Regions from separate parts of the Gossypium hirsutum genome. Here region 1 is linked to region 2. Evidence: chromatin contacts called from public Hi-C data. All regions are on one chromosome and are shown on one strand. The core of a region is the stretch at or near the end of the contact, and the rest is flanking DNA. Distances in the headings are between cores, read along the strand shown.

The links. Hi-C and Micro-C count contacts between places; a contact is called where the count stands out from the background.
Region 1: a Hi-C map of leaf shows a contact between it and region 2, with 1.9 times the contacts expected there. The contact joins the promoter of LOC107889263 here to the promoter of LOC107889289 in region 2. A contact is called at or near these places in 7 of 34 Hi-C or Micro-C datasets (anther, callus, hypocotyl and 1 more).

What each region holds. Positions count from the first base shown.
Region 1 is chrA11:108,015,559-108,020,002 of Gossypium_hirsutum_v2.1, forward strand. It overlaps LOC107889263 (AT-hook motif nuclear-localized protein 14), which reads left to right and starts at 1,480. Exons shown (of 6, transcript XM_016813632.2): 1 at 1,480-1,930; 2 at 3,618-3,670. The coding sequence starts at 1,576.
Region 2 is chrA11:107,777,203-107,781,685 of Gossypium_hirsutum_v2.1, forward strand. It overlaps LOC107889289 (putative GPI-anchor transamidase), which reads left to right and starts at 2,265. Exons shown (of 12, transcript XM_041081669.1): 1 at 2,265-2,601; 2 at 3,416-3,457; 3 at 3,556-3,700; 4 at 3,966-4,195; 5 at 4,368-4,425. The coding sequence starts at 2,450. It overlaps LOC107889307 (myosin-11), which reads left to right. Exons shown (of 40, transcript XM_041081670.1): 34 at 1; 35 at 102-201; 36 at 279-335; 37 at 448-504; 38 at 582-662; 39 at 752-834; 40 at 998-1,927. The coding sequence ends at 1,121.

The sequences.
Region 1 (4,444 bases), core at 230-2,729, 240 kb after region 2:
ATTTTAATATATTTTTATACTAACTCCTTAAATATCTCTATTTAATATTTATAGATGAGATTTCGAAATCATATTATTCGATACAATTGAAAATCAGATTGTTACAAGATGAATTATGTATCATCTCCAATTTATAACCAACCACTAAAATTGGATATGAGACTTAAATTAAAATGTTAGAAATAATTGGACAAGATTACACACGCACATGGTATTTGAAAAATACTTCTAACTAGAAGTGTTTTACTGGAAAAACTGATAAAGTATTTAAATTGTGTGTTTTCCTTTACGAAATTATTGAAAATTTTGTGATAAATAAAAAATACCTTATAATTAAAAGTACTGCACTAAAAAAATCATAATAATAGCTTTTCTATTTTAATTATACAAAATAAAAGCTACCTACAATCTAATAGCCTAAAGTTTGTTACTATTTAAATCCAACAACCAGGATTTAAGAAGAAAATGAAATGATTGACGAAAAGTTTGTGTTTGACAAAAACATGCACTACACAAATTGTCTTGTCAACCAAATCACACTAATTACCTAAATAAAAATTGGGGTATGATATATAAGCATTTTTTTTCAACTGTGATATTAGTTAAAAAAAATATTCTAACATTTTATTGTATATTTTATGATGTTGAGTTAATGTCACTTTTAATTGGGTTTTAACTTGATTAAAAGAATTATAAAAATACCCTTTGATGTATAAATATATTATATTATTGTAAGGGCACTTTTATCTTTTTATTTTTTAAATAAAATTAATAAAAATTTACTTATGGTTTGATTTAGACTCATACCACCAACACTTTTAAAATAATTTCTTTACAAATTTAATCAAAGTTTTATTTTAATTCTTTTTATACATTTCAATGTTATTGTAGAAATTGTTTCACCCATTTGTTAGTGTATATTGCATACATGTGTGATAGAATTTTCGTATTAATAATGTCATTGATTAAGTTGGTGTTACGAATTAATTCGATACCAACTTATGAAAAACAACAACGCTATAATAAACAATTATAGTGTATTTAATTATTTATTTTGATGTATTTACCCATTTAAAAAAAATTTTATTCATAATTTAAACTATTTTTTAATTTTAATTTCGTACATATATTATTGTTATTAGTTTTAAATTGATGTTTTATTATTTATTTTTGTTATTTTTAAAGGTAGATGTGTATTTTAAATTCGATATTACCACAGTATAGTATTGAAATTTTATGTTATATAATTTTAGAATATTTATATATTTAAATATATTATTATCGTATATAATATTATTGGATCTTAGGGGGGAAAACCTCTAAAACCCTAAAAACAAAATAAACTAATCCGTTTATCAAGACATCTTTTGAACAGTCAAATATCAAAAGTCAATCATCTTACCTTCGTAACTTTCATCCAACGGCTCAGCTTACACGACCCCAGATTAAAATAAATAAAAAAACCTAAAACAAAAAAACAAAAACAAATTATAAACTAAAAATAATAAAAAATAAAAAAATCTGCAGAGATTTTCCTCTTTCTCTCTCTAAAACCTCAAAAATATTGAAAAACCAATGGAACGCAATGAAGCCCAACAACACTACTTCACCACCAACACCTCCACCACTGTCAACACCACTCCGTCACCGACTAATGGCCTTCTGCCGCCTAACGAGAGTGGAGGTTCCCACCACATGGTATACCCTCACTCCGTGCCTTCCGCGGTGATGTCACCCCTGGAGCCTGCGAGGCGGAAGAGAGGGAGGCCTAGGAAGTATGGCACCCCGGAACAGGCGATGGCCGCTAAGAAAACGGCGTCATCGACCTCTAAGGAAAGGAGAGAACATCAGCAGCTGCAGCAGTTGGCTCTTGGTGGCGCCGGTGCTTCGCTTTCCGGGTCTTCTAGGAAATCTCAGTTGGTTGCTTTAGGTAAAAGGTTTATTACTTTTGGTGTACCCTTTTTGGTGAATTTGATGGTTTTGGGTTTGGGAGTTGCAAAATTATTGAAAGTTGAGAGGCTTTTGGTGCATGCGATGGGACACCATTAGCTTTATATACTCTCTAGGTGTTTTTGGAAAAAAAATCAAAATTTCTTCTTCCGGTGCTTTTTTGGTGAAATTCGAGAACCTTTTGTTGCAAATTTGCTGGAATTGGGATTACTTTTTGGTGCATTACGTGAGAAGCGAATGCTTGTTTGCTGTGGTTGGGTTTTTTCTTGTTAACGAAAATTACTTTCTTTGTGGTTCCTATTCGTGAATTTGATGGTTTTGGGAGTGCTTGTGTTGCAAATTTTTTGAATTTGCGTGTGTTTTGGGTGCATTGTTTACGAATCGTTGCCTTTGTTTGCTCTAGGTGTGTGTGCTTTTTGAAAAATATTTTCTACTTTCGTCTATCGTTTTGCCAGTTTAATCATTTCTGGGGAGCTTATTGCAAATTTTTTGAAATTTATTAAGAATTTTTTTGATGTTTTAAATTATGATCCTTTGCCCTCTGTTTGGTTGTTTGGGGTGAACCCCGCTTCCCCATCTACAAATTTATTTTTAGTTGTTTAATTGACAACTTCTAATTTTAAAGAACTTTTAGCTTACGGTTACCTATAGGTTTCTCTATTTGTGTATGGTCATTGTCTTTATAATTTCCTTTGGCTTATTTATTTTGTTCCGTATTTGTTTTTGGTTGTAATATTTTTGAAATTTCTGATAATTTTTGCTGCATTTTTGGGCAGATTTGCATTTCTTTTAAAACCTTTATTTGTGTGGGGAAAAAGAAAAAAAGAAAAAAAATTCAATCCATTTGGGGGACATTTTTTCATTATGTGCAAACCTGATTTTAGATTTCCACATTACTTGATGGCAGTTCATTCTTCTGTATTCCTTTTTTTCTGTTCCTTTGCGAGGAGCCTTTTTTGTTTAACTTATAACTGCAAAACTGGCTTGCATGGTTGCTTTGATTTATTTTTCGAAGCTCCACGGGTTTGCTTTTGGCTAGAAGATGGTATATCTACATGTATCTATGTAGCTTTGGTTTCATAACCAAAATCCAGATCACAGTTGAGTTGTGTGTTCTACATGTTGATTGCTAGTTACTGGTGGTGGATAGTGCCATAGACTGAGCAGATTGGTTAAATAAGAAAAAAAATATGGGACTAATAGAGAAAAGGAAAGAGAAAAATCAATCTTTGAGTCACATGAATAATAGAGAAAAAGAAAATTTCCTTTTTCCTGTTGTCAGTAGGAAACTGGGAATGAGCCTTTTTCTTTTGTTCTTCAATTTGGATGGTAACCTTGTGTCTGTTATTTTTATGTCAAATTCATCAATACACCAGATGACTGTTCTGGCGTACACCTTTTCAAGAATTGTGCAATGTTGAATTAGGACAGATGAATGCATATTTTTAGTTAACCCTCTCCTAGAATATCATTTATATGAATCAAACTTTCGTTTTGTTTCATTTATGAATGTGCTTTTACCCCCACATACATTGTATGTTTCTCGTGGCTGTGTGATGTCTGGTACTTTGGTTCTTTAGTAGGTTTAGTTATCATTTGCTTCTAGTTGGTTCTGAGTTTCAATTAGATGCTTAATTCTTATTCCTGCTTCTTTCTAATTGGTGCAGGCAATGCTGGTCAAGGTTTTACTCTACATGTTATCAATGTAGTTGCAGGAGAGGTATGATGCTTATTACTTTTACAAGTTTTTTTAATATTTTAGATAGTCAGTTCTACACATCCTTGAGTCCTTGAGTCACAGATATTCATGCATACCAATCCTGGTGCTTTTGAATTTATATAATCTGTTGGAACTATTTTCCTGCATTGTCTAATTGTTTCCAAAAGCTGTGCTCTCCTTTTTTGTTAAAGAATTTGGTGTAGTTTTACATTTTTTTCATACCTTGAAGCAAGGTTTTGAGGCATGGTTCGATTTATAAAATGTCCCATTGATTTTGCCTCATCTATTGATAATAACATATTTCAAGTTCAGAATAGCAGTGCTTTAGTAAAGGACTAAATTGTCAAAGAAGAGAAATTTGTAAAATCATCAATGGCAAAAGTCTGTTATGAGAAAGTTTTGTGTGCGACTTTCTGTTTCTGATATGAAATCCTTAAAAACTTTCAAGGTTGTGGTGTTTTACTACAAGCAAGTTGAAGCCAATATAGCCAGTGTGGAAAGTTTCATGAATCCTGAGGATATTTGTGATACTTCCTGTTATGTTTCATTTTTTATTTGGATTTTCCTGTTTATACTTGATAGTTATAAGGGGATGGCAGTTAAGGCATTTTGCATATGCAATAATTTTAAGACATGGCCCTTTTCCCCCCCTTTCTGCATTGATTTTCTCGATCATTTTTCCTATGAAGAGGATAAATGAGTCCTTTTACGTTGAAAAAGTATACTAGTCTTTTGATCAAGCATACTTATTAAATTGGATTTGGTAATTTGTTA
Region 2 (4,483 bases), core at 1,015-3,514:
GGTTACTGTTCATGCTGTTACTTTAATGCTTTACGCTTGGTTTTTTCTGCTGTATGCAGAAACTTTTTTATATGGCATACCAATACACTATTCTATTGCAGTCTTTTGTTGAGGAGAGAGTGTTGTTCATTCAGTAATGGTGAATATGTTAAAGCTGGGTTAGCTGAACTTGAACACTGGTGTTATGAGGCAACCGATGAGGTACCTTTAACTGCCTCCCTGTTTGCTTTCTGGTTCAAGGAGAATACTTGCAAAACTTGATAGATCTGTAAATGCAGTATGCAGGTTTAGCTTGGGATGAGCTCAAGCATATACGGCAGGCCATCGGTTTTCTAGTATGTTCCCATTCTTACAACACTTTAGATCTGTTCTTCCATTTTCTTGTTATGACATTCAAGAATAAAAGAAGTGGTGCACGATATCAATGTTATTCTATTTTTGATTTAGGTAATACATCAAAAATCTAAGAAAACACTGGATGAAATAAGCCACGATCTTTGTCCGGTAAGCCACTGGCATCACTACTGTCCAAATCTTCCCTGGATCTGAAGCCTTAAGCGATTTTCATTCTTCACCTACAGGTCCTCAGTATACAGCAGCTGTATCGTATTAGTACGATGTATTGGGACGACAAGTATGGCACGCATAGTGTGTCCCCCGATGTAAGTTTCAAGAGATGCAGTTTGTCAAACTAGATTAAAAGATATCCACTGGTTTAATAATATGACTTGGCTCGATTATCGACTTCTAGGTAATAGCCAATATGAGAGTGTTGATGACAGAAGATTCCAACAATGCTGTTAGTAATTCCTTCCTGCTGGATGATGATTCAAGGTTAGCATTTACATTCCACTATGTGATGATGATCTATTTGGCCCTCAACCTTTGTTTTTCACCATCTAGGATGCATTGCTCTTAAAGCTAATTGAAAACATTACCTGGAAACCAGCTGAGCTCGTTTTTTAACTGACTTCCCACAACTTTTATCGTTTTGCAGCATTCCATTTTCAGTTGACGACCTATCAAAGTCGATGGAACAAATAGACATTGCGGACATTGAACCACCGCCACTTATTCGCGAGAACATAGGCTTTAGTTTCTTGTTGCCACGTTCAGATTAATCAAATCTGATTCCAGCAATGGATTGCTTCTTCCAAGGTGTAGATTCACCTTCCAACCTCATTAACGGTGAATGTCCTTAAGGTGTTCATTCATCTTGCTTTAAGACTAGAAATATTTGTCCAAAATTTTGTTTTCACATTATAGGTCATTGATTCAAAGAGGAATATGTCTTTCTTCCCTACTTAGCACAGTTGTCTAAATTTTCACTTATGTTGTACAATTAGTTCATCCTTTTTATCTATGGGAAAAATAATTAAAGCAGAGAACTATTTTCACATTTTGCAGTATTTCTAGTCCAATCTTCTAGGCCAATTATTTCACTATGTAACATTTCCTCAGTTTACTCTTTTCCATGAACACACTATTACTACCAATAAATGCAGGACTTTGAATAATTAGTACCATATACTATGACAGTCCAAGAACTCATGACATGAGGTGTAGTCATCAAATGAAAGGAAAAAGGCACCAATCTAATAACTAATCACCAAGAAATAATAATTTTTTTTGACATATCAAGAAAATTGAAGTTTTCCTCCCATACTTGTACACTTGGAAAGATACTTAAAAAGAACAATTCCCTCAAAACTTGCTTTTTCCTTCATTGTTCACCAAGAAAACAATAATTTTGGCCATCCATGACCCAACTACTAACATTCAATCACATATTCATGATGTACATATATATATATCAATGCCACTAAAACAACAAAATGAAGATAGTTTCCTGAGTCGCAAGTAGAATATGAATGGGGTTGTCTTAAAAACACTAGACAGAACATCCAATGCTTAAACTGACACAAACCCAGAAGTCAAAATGAGATGATCGACCCAAAAAATGCAAGTTTAACAAGACGAAATGCCCTTCAAAGAAAAAATGAAAATCTTGTGTTGCTTATCTTGTTTGGCCATAGAGAAAGAGAGTATCCTTAAAAGGCTTGATAAAAGGAGGAACCAACTGGGAGAGCTTCCTCAAAATACTCGGAAAAGTAAATGAGGAAGAATTTTTTAAGTCAAAAGTCAAAACTATACTAGTAAAACTGTTAATGTGAAGTCGGATTCGGGTTGGACCCGGAAATAAGATAAACGGGTTCTGAGTTAACCAAAAAAAGGTTCATGGGAATGGGATATTGGGCTGTCTAAATTTCAAAAAAGAAATTAATAATAATAATAATTAAAATTTAACTCAACCTGGTAACGGCGTCGTTCGGCTTTTCTTCTCTAGTGCCGCTAGTTCAAGCTTTGCTGCAGATTTCTAAAATTAGATTTATCATTCGTTTTCTTTGATCTGTTATTGCATTGGAAACGATATCGGCTGGAATTCAAGATGGAAACTTTCATAAATCCCAAATCACTTTTTCATTTACTTTTATTACCATGTTTGCTTCTCTACAGTTCGATTGCATACAATTCTTCTCCTGTCGAAGCCGCCATGCATACTAACAATTGGGCTGTCTTAGTTTGCACCTCTCGTTTCTGGTAATAAAAACAACCTCAATTTGTGCACTTTTTCTATATTTCCCCTTTTTTTTTCTTTTCATTGAGTTTTAGGATCAAATGAATCATACTCGTGTAATATTGGGGATAATTAAGATAACCCATCTTTTTCTCCCTTAATTTTTTGTTTGATTTGATTTCTAGCTACATTTGTTTGGCACCAATCTGAAGTTGAGAGGATATAGGAGAGACTTTTAGATGCTATTTTGATGTGTAATTCATTTGATTGTTTGAACTCTGTGGCTTTGTTTGATTATGTCATTGTAAGTTTGATATAATGAAACTCTGCCTCTTTGTACTCTGAGAAACTTTTTTGTGTTTTGATATTTGCTTATTTTCTTTGTGCAAGTCCTTTTGACCCCTCAAACTAGTGGTAATTACTAATGATGAATAAACTATCAGCTTTCCGTTTTTCTTTATTAGAAGCTATTCTTTTTGTTAGTGCTGGTGAGGTGTTCCTCAGTCGATGATTTCAAAGCAAATGCTTTTTTTTACTTCTGGTTTATCAATGCAAAAGCAAATTCAAATGTGGTAATGGCTGTGGTCAAGGTTCTGCTCCTCAACAAAATTCTCTTTTCTCACCTTTCTATCTTCTGGAGCAATGAAATATTTAGATGTTTGTATGGGACAGCTATCTCGTTAGTTTCTGTCACTTAACAAGGAAGACAAATTCGAACAAGGTTGCACTACACTATTTTTAACTTCCTTCCTCTTACTGTATTTGATCAGCTAAAACAGAGCACAATGTAGAGTCCTGAAATTGTTAATTGAAATAATTGTGAATTTTCCCTTTCAGGTTTAACTATCGTCATATGGCGAACACTTTATCCTTGTATAGGTAACCAGGCACCAACCTAGTCTTTTCTTTTCTTTTCTTTTTTTCTGTTATAATTTGTTTATTTTGGTTAATTTTTTTTCCTTTGTTTGGATTTCCAGGACAGTTAAGCGACTAGGAATACCTGATGAGAGGATAATACTCATGCTTGCAGATGACATGGCCTGCAACACTAGAAACAAGTACCCTGCTCAAGTTTTCAACAATGAGAACCATAGACTCAACCTTTATGGAGATAATGTTGAGGTTAGTTCTTAGTGATCAATTACTTAATTGGCTTGATTGTGTGGGTCGGCACAGGCAAGAGGGGGGCAGGGAGTGTAGGCCACGTGGTGGGCATAGTAAGATGGTCTACCCTAATGTAACGTGCATGGTACCAAACATTGATTATCTTAGGTGTTTCACTGGGTGCATATTGTTGCATGTTGTGCTTGAAGGGTTGTCCTTTTTCCCCCTTTTATTACTCTGTTCATTTGACCAACCCTAATTTATCCAAGTTGTAATCACTCAGGTAGATTATCGAGGTTATGAAGTAACAGTGGAAAATTTTTTGCGTGTTTTAACTGGACGTCATGAGACTGCTGTTCCAAGATCAAAGCGGCTTTTGAGTGATGAAGGCAGTCACATTCTTCTATATATGACAGGGCATGGGGGAGATGAGTTTTTAAAGTTTCAAGACTCGGAGGAACTACAGAGTCATGATTTAGCTGATGCTGTGAAACAGATGAAAGAAAAGCACAGGTGAGAACATAGGAAAAAGCAAATGATACTATTTATCTACCCAATACTTTAAAGCAAAACATAGGTAGGAACCTTGATTCATGTTTTGCTTTATATGCACTTTGCTGATGCTCTATAGTTGTAATTGCTATGCGAAAATGGACTCGTACTGTTGCTGATGCTGCAAATTCAGATTTAAGGAATTGCTGATAATGGTGGACACTTGTCAAGCAGCCACTCTCTTTAATCAGGTTTTTATCTGCTTTAAATAGAGCTTTACTTCCTCAAATCTAACATTATTCAAAATTT